Regions from separate parts of the Gasterosteus aculeatus genome. Here regions 1 and 3 are each linked to region 2. The links are chromatin contacts, called in public Hi-C maps. All regions are on one chromosome and are shown on one strand. Each heading gives the region's core, a stretch centred on a gene start, on an enhancer-like site or on the middle of the called end of the contact. The rest is flanking DNA. Distances are from core to core; before and after follow the strand shown.

Region 1 (4,848 bases), core at 1,167-3,666, 210 kb after region 2:
TGCAATTTTAATTCAGCGCTTTGTTGACCCTTTTACTTCAAAGTATCTTTCTCACCGGATTTCCAAAACAAAAAGACGTATATTCACCTGCTGTTCTCTTCATTTTTCACAACCAGGAGGAACAAAACCTACAAATCTAAGCCCGTTCTTCCGAAGGTACGGTCGGGGACGTCTTTAATTCGCCTCCATGAGTTTTCCACGTGGCGTTGCGCTATCCGCTGACTCTGACCTCTCACCCGCAGCATCTACTGAACGTCAAGTCCCTGAAGTACCTCAGCAACCTGACGCTTCACGACCGCATCACCAAGTCGCTGCTTCACCTGCACAAGAAGAAGAAACCGCCCAGTATCAGCGCCCAGTTCCAGGTCAGACGCACACACGCACACACACACACACACACACACACACACACACAGCAGTACGGCGCCGTTCGCTGCTCTCAAAGCAATGAGATCAGCCCGAGAATCTCCCTCCAGCTGTGAATACGCTAAAAACAAAGTGGGTGCTTTCACAGATTACCCTCCGTCTCTGCGCCTGTCTCACCCACACACACACACACACACACACACACACACACACACACACACACACACACACACACACACACACACACACACACACACACACACACACACACACACACACACACACACAGGGTTTAAGTGTCTGACATCATGTCTGGGAATTTAAGACCAAAAAAGTAAATGTTTCATGAAAAAAAATGTTGGTGACAAAGTATAATGTTTTCCTTTTGTACTGCACGTTTCCCTCATGTTCTCCTAGTGGCAGATGAGACCCAAGAATAAAGTAAAAAGGCCCGTTCAAAGTCTGTTTGACTCTGTTTTTAGCGTTTTACAGAAGACTATTGTCTTCCTCTGGACCTGAAATACATTGATATAACTGGCCTCTACATTTAGCATTCGGAATAGCATAGAAAACCCCCACGTTACTTTCCTTCTGCTCTGACTGAGTTCCGCGGCCCCTCTGGCCTCCGTGTGTGTGTGTGTGTGTGTGTGTGTGTGGATGACTTCACTTCCCACATCCTGTGCTCCGCTGATTGCTTTAATCTCCCATGGAGGATGAGGAAGAGGAGGAGGAGGAGCAGACTGAATACCTCCTGCCTTCCACTGAATCATCACACACGCTGCTGACATACATGTGCATTTGTTTATGCACACACACACACACGCAATGATTGCTTGCAGAACCACATGCTTACATGGACATATTTCTCGTATTTATGATCCCGGGCAGCGACTTGAATGTTGCAGCCAAGAGATTTACTGGATGTTCCGAGCAGTTATTCACGTCTGATTTTGACTTCTGCCTGCGAAAACCAAAACCACGACGGAGCCACGCAAGCAGAGCGCTCCTCTTTGCGTCGAATCTAACGTCCGCTCGGTCTCTCGTCTCTCCCCCAGGCCTCCCTCAATAAGCTGATGGAGACTCTGGGTCAGTCCGAGCCCTATTTCGTCAAGTGCATCCGTTCCAACGCTGACAAGGTACCGCGTGCTCGCTCCGGACTGCTGTTCACCAAGCATTTTTCGTTTCCTTTTGTTAGAGTTTGAACATTTCCCTCCCCTCCGTGACCTCTGCCATGTGTCCTTTTCCCCGTTTCCCCTCTCTCTCTCTCCCAGCTGCCCTTAAGGTTCAATGACGACCTGGTGCTGAGGCAGCTGCGCTACACCGGCATGCTGGAGACGGTGCGCATCCGACTGTCGGGCTACAACATCAAGTACAGCTTCAAGGTAACACGCACCAGGAAAACAAATCATTTTAAAGCGAATGCAGTGCGCGCAGTAATTCAGTTAGGCGGCAAGGCGAGGTGTCTTAACCACATTGGCTCCCCTCGCGATGATGTCATCCCCCGCGATAAAGAGCCGCATGACTAATGACGGCGATCCAGTTTTAATGCAGGCTGGAAGCGAGTCTTTGGACGGAGGGCGCTTGGGAGTGGCTCACATCTCTTCCATTAGTTTCCATTCCGTGGTTCCTGAATGCCCATTTTGTGTCATTTGTGCAGATCACGTTTTTTAAGCGTGGACACGCCTTCTCATTCAATGGATTTTCTTTATTTCTACATTCTAGATTAATACGGAAGACATCAAAACTGTGAAGTAACATGAAGGTTTATGTGGATTCAAAAAAAGCTCAATGAATAACTTTATATTTTAGCCTACCTTTGCCCTGATGACGGCTTTGCACACTCTACACACTTTACGTTCTTTAAATGATCTTCATGAGGTCACCTGGCCACTCGTTGGCTGCTCCACCCTCGCTCCGCGGTCCAACTCACCCCGGACCGTCTTCCCCCCCCACACCCACCCCAAACACATTTAGTGCTGCGGTCAGCACTAATGACAAATATCTCGGGCATGGTATCACTGTGGAGGAGTCTGCTGCTTCCAGCCTCTTCGGGACAGAGCCTCTCCATTGTGCTTGGCTCTCTGAAGCACTCCCCATGCTTGTAATTGTATAAACACAGCATCTGTTTCCCTCCCCGCCCCCCTGCAGCCCCGAGTGTATTGAATTCAGACAATGGGGCTCAGTCTGAAGAGTGGGAGTTCAGCATATTTATGTCATGATGTTCAAACCCCTGCAAATATGGACTTCTAGCTGAAACCACATGGGCCTCGCCGGAGTTTTTTATTTCACTTTCAGCCCCTCCCGAATTGTCCTGCCCCGCTGGGGGGAGAAACTTCAGCACAGATGGTAAAATCTTGGCCATTTATTAGAAATATGCCAAAGCTGTATCATCTAAAAAAGGAACTAGAAAATAGCTGGAGTATATTTCTAATAAATTGCAATCTATCATCCATATATTACACATACTAGTTTAAACACTAGATCTATAATTACCTGTTGTTGTTGTTATTATTATTATTACTTTTAACCTCTTGGCACAGAAACAAACATTACACAATGTTGGCCTGCTCTGTTCTTCATATTAGACACATTTCATATCTTAAAGTTACATTGTTAAAGATATATTGTTATAGTTTTCCTGGGCCCTTAGACTGAGAACAGAAACCGGTATTTGCTCTTTTCAGCCTGTTTGAACTTCACTTATTTATATATAGACATAATATCATGATATTTCAACACCAAGTAAATGCAGTGTGGTGGTAGTAGTAGTAGTATCAGTAGTATGCTTTCATAAATATTAATAAAATCTAACAGAGAAATATTGTTTTATAGATATATATATATTTCTACTTTCTGGTGTAGCAGCAAGAAAGATTTTTTAAAATTTTTTAAGTGTAGCTGCTTGTTTGCTTTCCATTTGATGTTGCAGCTCGTGACTCTTTATCTTTCTGCTCGTGGAACCACAATCCATGAAATGTGGAAACACACTCAGGACACTGAAGGATAACACGCACGCTTCTCATTAACACCTGTCCATCGTGTCTTCCTGATAGGATTTTATCCATCACTTCAGTGTGTTGCTCCCGGAGCGCGCCAGGGCCACCAGAGACGGCATCCAGCAGAGCCTGGACCAGCTGGACCTCCAAGCAGATGGGTACCAAGTGGGAAAGACGATGGTATTTACCCTCCGCCCTGCTTCCTCCACGCACAAACAAATACAGCTCAGCGTGAAGCGGCATGTGCTGTTAATATGCTATCGATATATATATCTAAATATATCCATTGTACAAATAATATAGGTATATGTGTTTGTGTACATATTTATATAGATATATATTATATGCATGTATGTGTACAGGGTGCATTGTGTTGAATAGATTCACTTTGTAAATTGTAAAAGTCGAGCTCTTCAGTGCTGAAAAGAAAATGTTTAGGCTCATTATACTGGATGGTATTATTAGTTCTATGTCATGTTAAATTGCACGTTGAGGCAGTTAGGAATCCAGAAAATGTCGGTCCACGACCCGAAAATGATTTACTAAAGATAATGTGGGGTTCATATTGTGCAGGTTCATTAAACCGCTGCCTCTCAATGGAACTATAAATAGGCTCTGAGACATGGGGAAGGCTTGGTGTTGAGGAGAAACTCATATTACCTGAAGCTTCCTCCCTCGGGAATAAAAGGACGTAATGAGGCCAGTGCCCCATACTTGGTCTCCGTTGGTAGGAATGAGTCATGATGATGTGGGGGGTCGGGAGGGGGTCCTCGTCTCTGGGATGCTGTCTATATAATTAGAGGATCATACCTGACATAGTTGTGGCCGTGTATCTGGCCAGAGGTCTCTGAGCTTTGTGTGTGAGTAGTAAGTTGGTGCATCTCATTAACAACGCCTTCTTCATTAAGTGTGCGTGCGTGTGTGTGTGCACGCGTGTGTGTGTGTGTGTGTGTGTGCGCGCGTTGCCCTGCACTGACTCCATCGTGGTCCCTCCCCTCAGGTGTTCCTCCGGGAGGCTGAGCGCCAGCGGCTCCAGGCCGTCCTCCACGCCGAGGTGCTCAGACGCATCGTTGCGCTGCAGCGGCGGTTCAGAGCGCTGCTGGAGAGGAAGCAGTTTGTGAGAATGAGAGAAGCAGCGACCTGCATCCAGGTACGGCCCACGCGTTTTAAAGTTTAAAGGTTCATTGCGTCAATTATCATTTTATTATGATTATGCAATACTTATCAGAAAGATATTGGTAATAATGTTGTTCAATCCTACCTCAATGCAGCACTAAAGGTGATATTTGATTACCAAAAGGTGTCTTCTGGCATTTTATTTTAATTCCTATTTTATTTCTACTGGAAATTAATTTAAGTTTAATTTGAAATCTGCGTGAACGTCCTACTCAATTTCCGATCAAATCAACTTTTTTTTTCAAATCAAAGTTTTTAAGTCCAGAAAAATGCGAATGCATAAAGATGCATACGTGAATATAACTTTTGA
Region 2 (4,591 bases), core at 242-2,741:
TCTACGGCATAAATACTAACAACTAATTTATGCCCATTCGTTGCCTTTTATAATACACAGCCTTGTGGCATATTAAAGGAACATTTTAACATTTAATTCTCTTGTACAATTCTGAAATAACCCAGAAATACTGATACTTTAAAGCATTTTTTAAGTTGGGTAATTTGATAATCTAGTACTAGAATCTACTTGCAATCTACGTGCAGTTGAGTGTGTTATTGTTCATTATAATGCGATTAACAAAATTCTAACAGTCTACTTATTATACAAAAAAATTAGAAGCACATATATCATGTATTAAAATGTGTTTGTTGCATCACATGAACATTTATATCTATGTGATGTTGTAAGTCGCCTTTTCATAAATACAAATTATAAAAGCAAAACCATGTTTGTCGTGTTTGTTATCCCGTCTTGCTCACGTGACTGAGGTCAGAATAGTTTGCTTTTCATGTGAGATGGTTCACATTTTTCTGGTGCCTTAGCAGCTCAGTGGTTACAGAGGATGCAACACGACCTCAACATCTCTGCTTTTATTCCAGTTATGAGACCTGCGTCGCACGTGTCACAGCCTCCTCTCACCCCCATCAGTCGGTCCTTTCAAATAAAGAACGTTGGGTGAATTCCAAAGAAACCGTCTTTGAAAAAAGACAAACATCGCTGCACAGATCTGCACTTTCTATACAAATATACTGTAGATAATCTGCTGCTCCATCCACACATTCTTATTCCGACTATGACCTTGAATTCCACTATCTGATTTTACAGGACATCCAGATAGAGCCAAAAAACCCTCTGGGTAGGTCAAAGACAAAAGTACTCCACTGCAGCTCTGGTAATATTACGCAGAGGGAGATGAGTCATTCAATGGCCTATTCCTTGTTTTTTTGCAAAGACTGAATGAAAAACTGCACTGAACACTAATAAAGTTCCATCAAGTCACAAATCCATATCGAAATGAATTAAATTAAATATCACTTTTCCCCATTCCATTAATACATGTTTGTGTTTAAAGAAGAAGCAATGTTATAATTGAGCCAAGACATTTTCGGAGAAAATCTTTATCTTCATATTTAAATAAGCTTTATATTACTTGCCTGTGTGAGTGTGTAGACACAATGACAGAATGTGTATAACTATCTGAATCTGAAAAGTAACTGAAGCCTTTAGATAAATGTAGTCAAGTAAAAATACAATATTTACCTCCAAAATGCAGCTAGTGGAGTACAAAACGTCATAAAATGGATTTAATCAAGAAAAGTAGAACCAATCAAATATGCATTCATCTTATAACAAGGTTTTCACAAGATTTTTACTTCAGTTGGTTGAAATACAGACCAATTGAGTCGTTTGGTACAGATAACGTTATTGTAAAGTCCAGTCTAAATGCACCTGTATTATTACACTGCACTACAAAGTTGACACCTAGTGACGGATTTGAAAAAAAACACCCAATTTCACACCTTCTCTGGTTAAAAACTAATTGCATTCAATTTCAAGTCTGACAAAACTTGGAGGTGGAAATGTGCATACATTCCTGAAACAAACAAAAAATAGTAGACTTTTGTCAAAGATGCCCTGCAGTTTTGTCTGAACGGCCCCAGACTTTTTTTTTAAGTTGTACTGACGTGACGAGGAACCTTAAAAGACAAACATGCGTTTCATTCCGGAAGGTATTCACTGCGGCCACGTATTGTGTGCATTTGTTATGTCGCCGACTGGAAACACAGTGGTTCCGTTTGACACGCTAATGCTACATTCGGTTCGTGTTTGTGAGTGTCACGTTCTTCCCAGCGGGTAAACATGTCCGAGGCTCTGTTGCAGTGGTGCGTGGACCAGTTACACTACAAGTTCGGGTTGGAAGCATGTGAAGACATCGTCCAGTAAGTAACGCCACAGCTAGTCCACGTTAGCCCAAAATAAAAACTTGACGTCAGACGAAGAGCTAACAGCCAGCCAGCAAGCTAACAGGGAGAAACATTAAAAAAAGATAGCTTGGTAGTTTGGTGCTGCGATGTGTTTCTTTATAAAACATTTTGCCTACGTATCAAATGCTACTCCAACTCGTGTGTTACGTGTACCGCTTTTTATTAAATACAGCTCGCTAGATAAGTTTGGCCCTCCAGCTGTAACGTTAACACCAACGGGGGGGACAGTTTGACAGGTGTATTAACGCTAGCTAACGTTATTTGTGAGCTAACAGTCAGCCTGTGCTTTCATTTCATAACTTGTTAAATGCACTCATTTGAAGTGACAAAATAATACATTTTGAACTATTCAACTTGTGAACTTTAAAATTAATAAATAAAAATAAGACAAGAATAATTCATTCACTAGTAACTGTTTTATCTCAAATTAAATTAATATCTTACAAATCGGTCCAATTTAAGACTCCTTTTGGAGTTTTTTTTTTCTACATTCACTTTGACAAAAACTGTTTGGATAAAGCAGTGATTTTGCTGTTCTGCTGTCTAGATACATTCTATCCATCGAAAATGCTGAAGAGATAGAAGAGTATGTGGGAGACCTCCTGCAGGGCACCGATGGGAGGAAAGGACAGTTCATCAATGAGTTCCTCAGCAGGTGGAAGAGGACTAAAACACAGGCTCCAGATACCTCAGGTGTTTTCCTTCTGAAGGAATCGACTTCATCAGCAGGTAGGCTGTGTGATAAACATCAGACTTTCTTTTTTCATTTAATCTGCACATGAAGGTACCTTCCAGCCATTAACAATCTGCAATAAAACTACCATGGAAACTACTTGACTAAACATTGGAAACAAATACAAATTCTAGTGGTTAAATGTGGAAATTTAATTACAGAGGTATCAAATTGGTTTCAATGCCCTACCCACGTTGACGGAAATTCGCGCTGTTTTCCCAGAGTCACAAGACGTGACCAAAGACGGTCAGAAGAAGTCAAAACGCAAGGGCCGTAACAAACAGGATGTGCTGACTGTGAGCCCAGCGGAGCCCGAGCCAGAGGCAGTCAAAACCCCCATTGATCTGATGAGGGTGCGTAAACATCAGCCCTCAACTTTTGTTCTGCAATCACTTATAAGTAATTTCACATTTTTAATTCTCATTGTTTTAGTAAAACAATGAAAAATCCCATGAAGTATATTTATAAATGATCCACTCCATTTTTAGAGTTCGGCTAGTTTGTTTACCTCATCTATGTATTGCCTCTGTTCTTGATTGCTGTCTTCATTTTTTTTCTACTTTCTCAGGCCCAAGAAAACAGCAGTTCTTCTTCAACAAAGAAGAAAAGTAAGTTCGTTAATATCTATGCTAAAGAAGGACAAGACAAGCTGTCCATCTTACTCCCGGGTAGACATTCCTGTGACTGCCTTGCCCAAAAGCACAAGCTTATAAACAACTGCATCAGCTGTGGCCGCATCGTATGTGAGCAGGAGGGCTCAGGGCCCTGCCTCTTCTGTAAAAATCTGGTACGTAAGAGTTTTGAGTGCTTGGATTACTTCATATTTTAATCCACTTTGTGTGCTGACAATGCTTATTTTCTAAAATATTTATTATTTACTCACAGATTTTTTTTTTTTTTTTTTTTTGATTCAGGTGTGCACAAGAGAGGAGCAGGAGATCCTGCAACGCGACTCCAACAAAAGCCAGAAACTACGAAAGAAGCTTATGGGAGGTGAGAGTCAAAACAAGTCAGAATTACACTCTCATCCATAGTGAAGTGGAATTGGTAATGTGTGAATTTGTTTTGGTTTTGGTGACAGACGGTGGAGAAAGAGATTATCTCCCAAGCCAAGAGGCCAAGATTAAGGCTGGTTTGGAGAAGGCTGTGCAGCACAAAGAGAAACTGCTGGAATACGACAAGAATAGGTACCACAAAACACACTAGTCAAGATAAGAGCTGCTCACCAATGGATAGATTTACTGCTGTGTGCCTTTAATAGGACATTTGGATTATTGCAGAAGGCAAGCTTGAAACTGATAAAACTTACCTCTTTCTTTACCACCTCCTCAAACTCCAGTGTCAGGAGAACGCAGGTTCTGGATGATGAGGCGGATTACTTTGCCACTGAATCCAATCAGTGGTTGTCCCCAGATGAGCGAGAAAGGTTGAGGAAACAGGAAGCGGAGCTGAGAGAGCTTCGCCATGCCTCCCGCAAAGACAGGAAGATCACGTTGGACTTCGCTGGCAGGGAAGTGATAGACGAGGGGAACAACCTCAACGAGTACTACAACAAGTAAGAAAATTGCACTCCCCTCGAATCAAGGCCGCAACGGCAGTGTTTTGTCGTTTAATGCCATTTGAATCGCTTGCTGTTTAGGTTGGATGAGACCCTCATGGCTATGAACAGCGGCTCTACGTCAAAATCGTCAGTGGTTTCCAACAGACATGGTGGAAGACAGACCCTCGGCCAGCTGGTCAACCCAAACATTATGCAGTCTGCACCAGAGGTGGGTCATTTCTAACATTCAAACTGGGAGCAAAAATGGCGTCCCACTTAGGCGCTTTTACACTCTACATTTGTAACATTTAAAAAAAATGAATTGGGAACATCAGTAGAATTGGTTGAATAAATGCACTTCCCAGTGGGTGGATGTTGGAGGCAGCAAAA
Region 3 (4,376 bases), core at 222-2,721, 140 kb after region 2:
CTGCGTTCGCCCGGTGAATAATCCCTCGAGTCGACAAGATTCTATCAAAGTGAAGTCACCGTGTGTGTGTGTGTGTGTGTGTGTGTGTGTGTGTGCACACACACTAGAGGCCACTGCATCACAGAACAGCGTTTGTATTGAGATGTTTTAAGTTGTCGTCTAAACTGAAAATGTTTAAAGAAAAAAGGGCTCGTGGAAGCTTTTGTCGAGCTTTGATACTTTAACACGGAAAATGTTAAGATGCTTGAATTGATTTGTAATCAGAAGTTGTAGAAATTGAGATTTGGTGACCTTGCTGAATATCTCTTCCCGTTGTTGCTTATCGAAGCTTTAACCGACAGATAGCAGTCAGCTATTTATGCTAATAAATAATTTACTATCGCTTGGTTAAGTCATTAACTGAAGCAGATTTTGGGTGGGAAAGTTGTGTAACAAAATGTGTTCATTAACATTCATAACTACACTTTCTCATGAATTACTATTTCTTTTCTTTTTTTTCACAAATAGCAAGGATGAAAGACGGCGCCATAGTTGTTCCCTTGAATGGTTATAACGCATTTATAGCATCACCTTCGTGGTGTGGAAATAGCTCGTTTCAGGGTTTCACTCCCATGTAGTGTTCACAAAACCAAAATATGATTGAAGTCTAGAAAGAAAAAAAAGCCAAACTGTCTGTTATGCAGTTATATCGCTGCGAGTCAGTAGTCATCTCCATCCTCCGCTCTCCTCTGTGCCACAGGACGAGTTCCCAGCTCCAGACGAGTTCCCGGTGGTCGACGAGTTCCCGTCGGTGTTGAAGTGGAGGAGGAAACCCTCCGTGGTGTCCGTGTCCTCCTCCCTCCCCGACCTCCTGGGCAACTCCACCAGCAGCCTGAGCGCCGCCGACGCGCCCTTCAAACCAGAGCAGCCGCTGGAAGGTGACGCGAGGCGGGGTGCTATTCCTCCGTGCTCCGAGCTTTCAACTCATCCTGCAGGGATCAGTTAATAATCAATAACGCATTGAGAGGGAAAGCCGCCTGCAGCCTTTTAGTTCTCGTCCAACAAAATGTAATTAAGTTGCTTTGCCAGCGACAGATTGGCTATTAATCTTAAGAACACGGACAGCCGTTATGTGGTCAATGTGTACGGGGGGACGAGGAAGTCTGTCCACTCAATAATGAGAAGTAATAGTGAGTCAGAGGAAAGACTCTTCAAATTGACTTTTCCTCTATAGGATACCCTGGATGCACGTGTGTGTGTGTGTGTGTGTGTGTGTGTGTGTGTGTGTGCGCGAGCTAGCGCCCTTTAAGCTTTTTGGGTGAATTTCTGCGTGTGTGAGCGTGAAAGAAGAGTAATTGCTTCTGGATGGCAACGTCTCTCTTATGCAACGACACACAAAGCTCCAAATGGAGATTAAACGGTGCAGCGGTTTGTATCAGAAAGCTTTGGGCGCTTCAGATTAAGGGGAGATGATCACAAACAATGTCCACGTTATCCGAGGACAGTTGACCGTCCGTTTCTCAACACTGACCTACATTAATGTTCTCTGCTGTCCAGCACGTGATCGTGCACGTTAGCATCGCGGCTGTGGAGAGCTGGCAGATGATGTCACTGCAAGATGTAGAACGAAGCATATTTGATTGAATGAATCACACAAAAAGAGATTCAGGCTGTGATGATAAATCACTAAATGATTGATGATTGAGATGAGCCCTTCCTCCATGCAATACCTTAAATGAACACTAAATGAAAAACTACATAACTCTTTATTTATTGTTTAACTCAACAGGCAAAAACTATGTTTTCTCGTTGTATCATTTCTTACTTTCTCTATTTATTTATATATAAATTGGTTGGTTTGTCCTCAAACTCTTGGTTGAGATGTTTGCCCTGTGACAACAACAAGGTTATATAACAGCTCCCAGTGTTGATTATTTTTATTTAATTCCACACTGACATTTTCTATCTACGACCAGAATTTAAAAATTACTTTTTTTTTGTGTTTTGTTTTCGGGCTGTAAAGTTCATATTGTTGCTCTAACAGGTGGGCCGGCACTGTTGAAAGTGAAGCATGTAGCGCAGTCAGGCCATGTACTGTTGATGGGTTAATGTTATAGTGTGTGTGTGTGTGTGTTTTACAGAGCGAGCTCTGCAAACAGACAGAGGTCTTTTATCAGAGCCAGAACTGGGCCAGATGGAGTACCAGCTGCTCAAGTTCTTCACCCTACTGTGAGTATACAGAGCGACACACCGACACCACCGTCACCTCCTCCGACAGCTGACTCACACACACACACACGATTTATGCATTAACATGGAGGCATAAATCGTGGCCAATTCACTCTGTCAAACCGAACCCGGGGGGATCCGACCTCTGATGAGAACAAACTTAATTATTAAGATTCAGTGCGGAGCGTCAAATAAGTTGCCTGTGCCCTCGTTGCTCCACCGGCTCGGTGGCGTAGCGGCGATCAGAGACCCGTCCTTCGCCTGGTGGTCGTGAGGCCTTCGCACCTTCAGAGAGCAGGTGATCCCCTCTCTGCTCCTGGAGGTTTGGACTGAAAAGTAAAGATGAAACAGAAAGAAACATGTTTCCTTCACTCCACGAACGACTGTGAAGCAGTGGCCACATTTAACATCTCTGGAACTTTGTTTTGATGCTTAGTAAAAGTTCAGCAGGAATAGAAAGCACACTTGATTTGCCAAAGTCTGACGGAGTTGACGGGAAGTGAAACGTTGCCTCCCAGTGTTCATCGGTTCACATTACAGCTGTGTAGCTTTTGTACGTCCTTCCCCTGATGTGTGTGTGTGTGTGTCTGGTCTTCTTCCTTCAGCATCATCCTCCTCATCCTCTCATCCTGCTATCTGGCCTTTCGCGTGTGCAGCCTGGAGCAGCAGATGTCCTTCCTCAGCAACCCAAATCTGCCCCTGAGGGAAAGGTAACGGGAATGAAATGAAAGCTTGGATTCAGTCATAAGAGACTGAATGAACCGCGTGTGTGAGACCGGCAGAGTTGTGTTTATCCTCGTTATTGATCAGGAACAATACCGGTAAATACTATGATCCGTGTAAGACGTCATTTAACGGTCTAACCTGCCCTCCTCTCGTCCAGGTAACCGCTGCTCTCGGCTGCGACACTGTAGATCGGCGGCTGTTTTCTCTTCTGGCGCTTTGAGCCGACGATGGCCTCCTGCACAGATCCGGGACCAGCGTCGGAGCCCAGAGAAGATCATCCCAGATGAAAGGACCTCCTTCGTAGTGATCACTTCCAGGCTATGCAAACAGACTGTCTATTTATTTCTGAATTTAAAGTAGCTTTTACTGTAGCTTCTGATTTGTCTACCATTGCCTTTTCCTCTCACGGACATTTCCTCTTTTAACGAACGAATCTCTAAGCATGAGAGTAGAGAGCAGATCGCAGATGAAGCTGCTGCTTGTGACGTTTAGGAGTATTGGTTGGAAGTAAAGGCGAGGATGGAAAGTTAAACACATTAATTACTTGAAAAGACGGATAGAAGAGATATTTCAGGGGGATCTGCGGGGTTCGTATCCAACATGTTCTCGAGTAGTTGACTGAACCAAATGTTTGTTTGTCTCTCTGGTGAGCTCTTGCAGAACAGCACACAGTAGACTGTTAAAGCAAACTACAACAAAATGCACTTTTTAAAACACATGTCCACAACAACTGTTTTAAGAGATTCGATCTCTTTTATTCTTGATAATTGGTACTCGGTTGTCATTTTTAAGGGTTTTTATGGAAAGAAGTGATGCTATGACGACAGATAAACGACAGATTAAAGTTACCTGCCATTTAAATGTAATACACTGAAGTGATAACACCACTTGTTATCTTTAATGTGAAGGAGATGATCCAGTGACATGCATCGTTTCTCTTTTAGTTACCTGCTGTTTGAAAGTAGTTACCAGGATACTTTGTTTTTATTTTATACATTTCAATTGAAGTCACCAAAGACTCAAAAAGGTGATTGTATCTTTGTCTCGGGGTGTAAACAGTGATTTTTGCAGACACGGGTGGAATGTAGTCCTAGACTAGTTTGTGAAATCCATATGAATTAAATTGGCAACAAAATGCCGACAAACAAAAAGGATTCAAGACTTTTTTTGGGGGGGGGGTCAACATTTAACCCTGCATCCCGTCATATCGGCACTACACACAAGACCACCATGAAAAGCCGTGACAGCTCAGTCAAATTTAGTACCTTCTTCAACCCGCCCGGAATAATTAGGCTGGAACAAAATGTTGGCTGAAGCCCTCGATGCTTAATACGCGACATCTGGAGCTGTTCTCCAGTGGCACCGCTTTTATTCCACGTTTCTGTCTGAACTCAAGAACTCGTACTATTCAACTTCTCGTGGTTTAACTGCGTTCAGTAGCT

What was found. Hi-C and Micro-C count contacts between places; a contact is called where the count stands out from the background.
Region 1: a Hi-C map of skeletal muscle shows a contact between it and region 2, with 3 times the contacts expected there. The contact joins the enhancer-like site here to the promoter of trip4 in region 2. A contact is called at or near these places in 4 of 6 Hi-C or Micro-C datasets (liver, skeletal muscle, tail fin and 1 more).
Region 3: a Hi-C map of skeletal muscle shows a contact between it and region 2, with 8 times the contacts expected there. The contact joins the enhancer-like site here to the promoter of trip4 in region 2. A contact is called at or near these places in 2 of 6 Hi-C or Micro-C datasets (skeletal muscle and whole body).

The regions. Positions count from the first base shown.
Region 1 is chr12:21,007,080-21,011,927 of fGasAcu3.hap1.1, forward strand. It overlaps myo9aa (myosin IXAa), which reads left to right. Exons shown (of 43, transcript XM_078085693.1): 18 at 117-156; 19 at 243-365; 20 at 1,422-1,502; 21 at 1,638-1,748; 22 at 3,420-3,542; 23 at 4,363-4,512. Among protein-coding and RNA genes, the nearest start is that of scamp2l, 16 kb to the right of the region's middle. Within about 2 kb of position 2,417, at least 1 of the 9 cell types and tissues checked has open chromatin away from gene starts, as enhancers often do.
Region 2 is chr12:20,802,787-20,807,377 of fGasAcu3.hap1.1, forward strand. It overlaps trip4 (thyroid hormone receptor interactor 4), which reads left to right and starts at 1,492. Exons shown (of 13, transcript XM_040164780.2): 1 at 1,492-1,883; 2 at 2,476-2,657; 3 at 2,884-3,014; 4 at 3,230-3,448; 5 at 3,576-3,654; 6 at 3,743-3,848; 7 at 4,001-4,216; 8 at 4,301-4,430; 9 at 4,567-4,591. The coding sequence starts at 1,804. chrna7a (cholinergic receptor, nicotinic, alpha 7a (neuronal)) reads left to right here. Exons shown (of 10, transcript XM_040197097.2): 10 at 1-386.
Region 3 is chr12:20,943,485-20,947,860 of fGasAcu3.hap1.1, forward strand. gramd2aa (GRAM domain containing 2Aa) reads left to right here. Exons shown (of 12, transcript XM_040163983.2): 9 at 740-917; 10 at 2,121-2,208; 11 at 2,814-2,918; 12 at 3,092-4,085. The coding sequence ends at 3,095. Among protein-coding and RNA genes, the nearest start is that of senp8, 9.6 kb to the right of the region's middle. Within about 2 kb of position 1,472, at least 1 of the 9 cell types and tissues checked has open chromatin away from gene starts, as enhancers often do.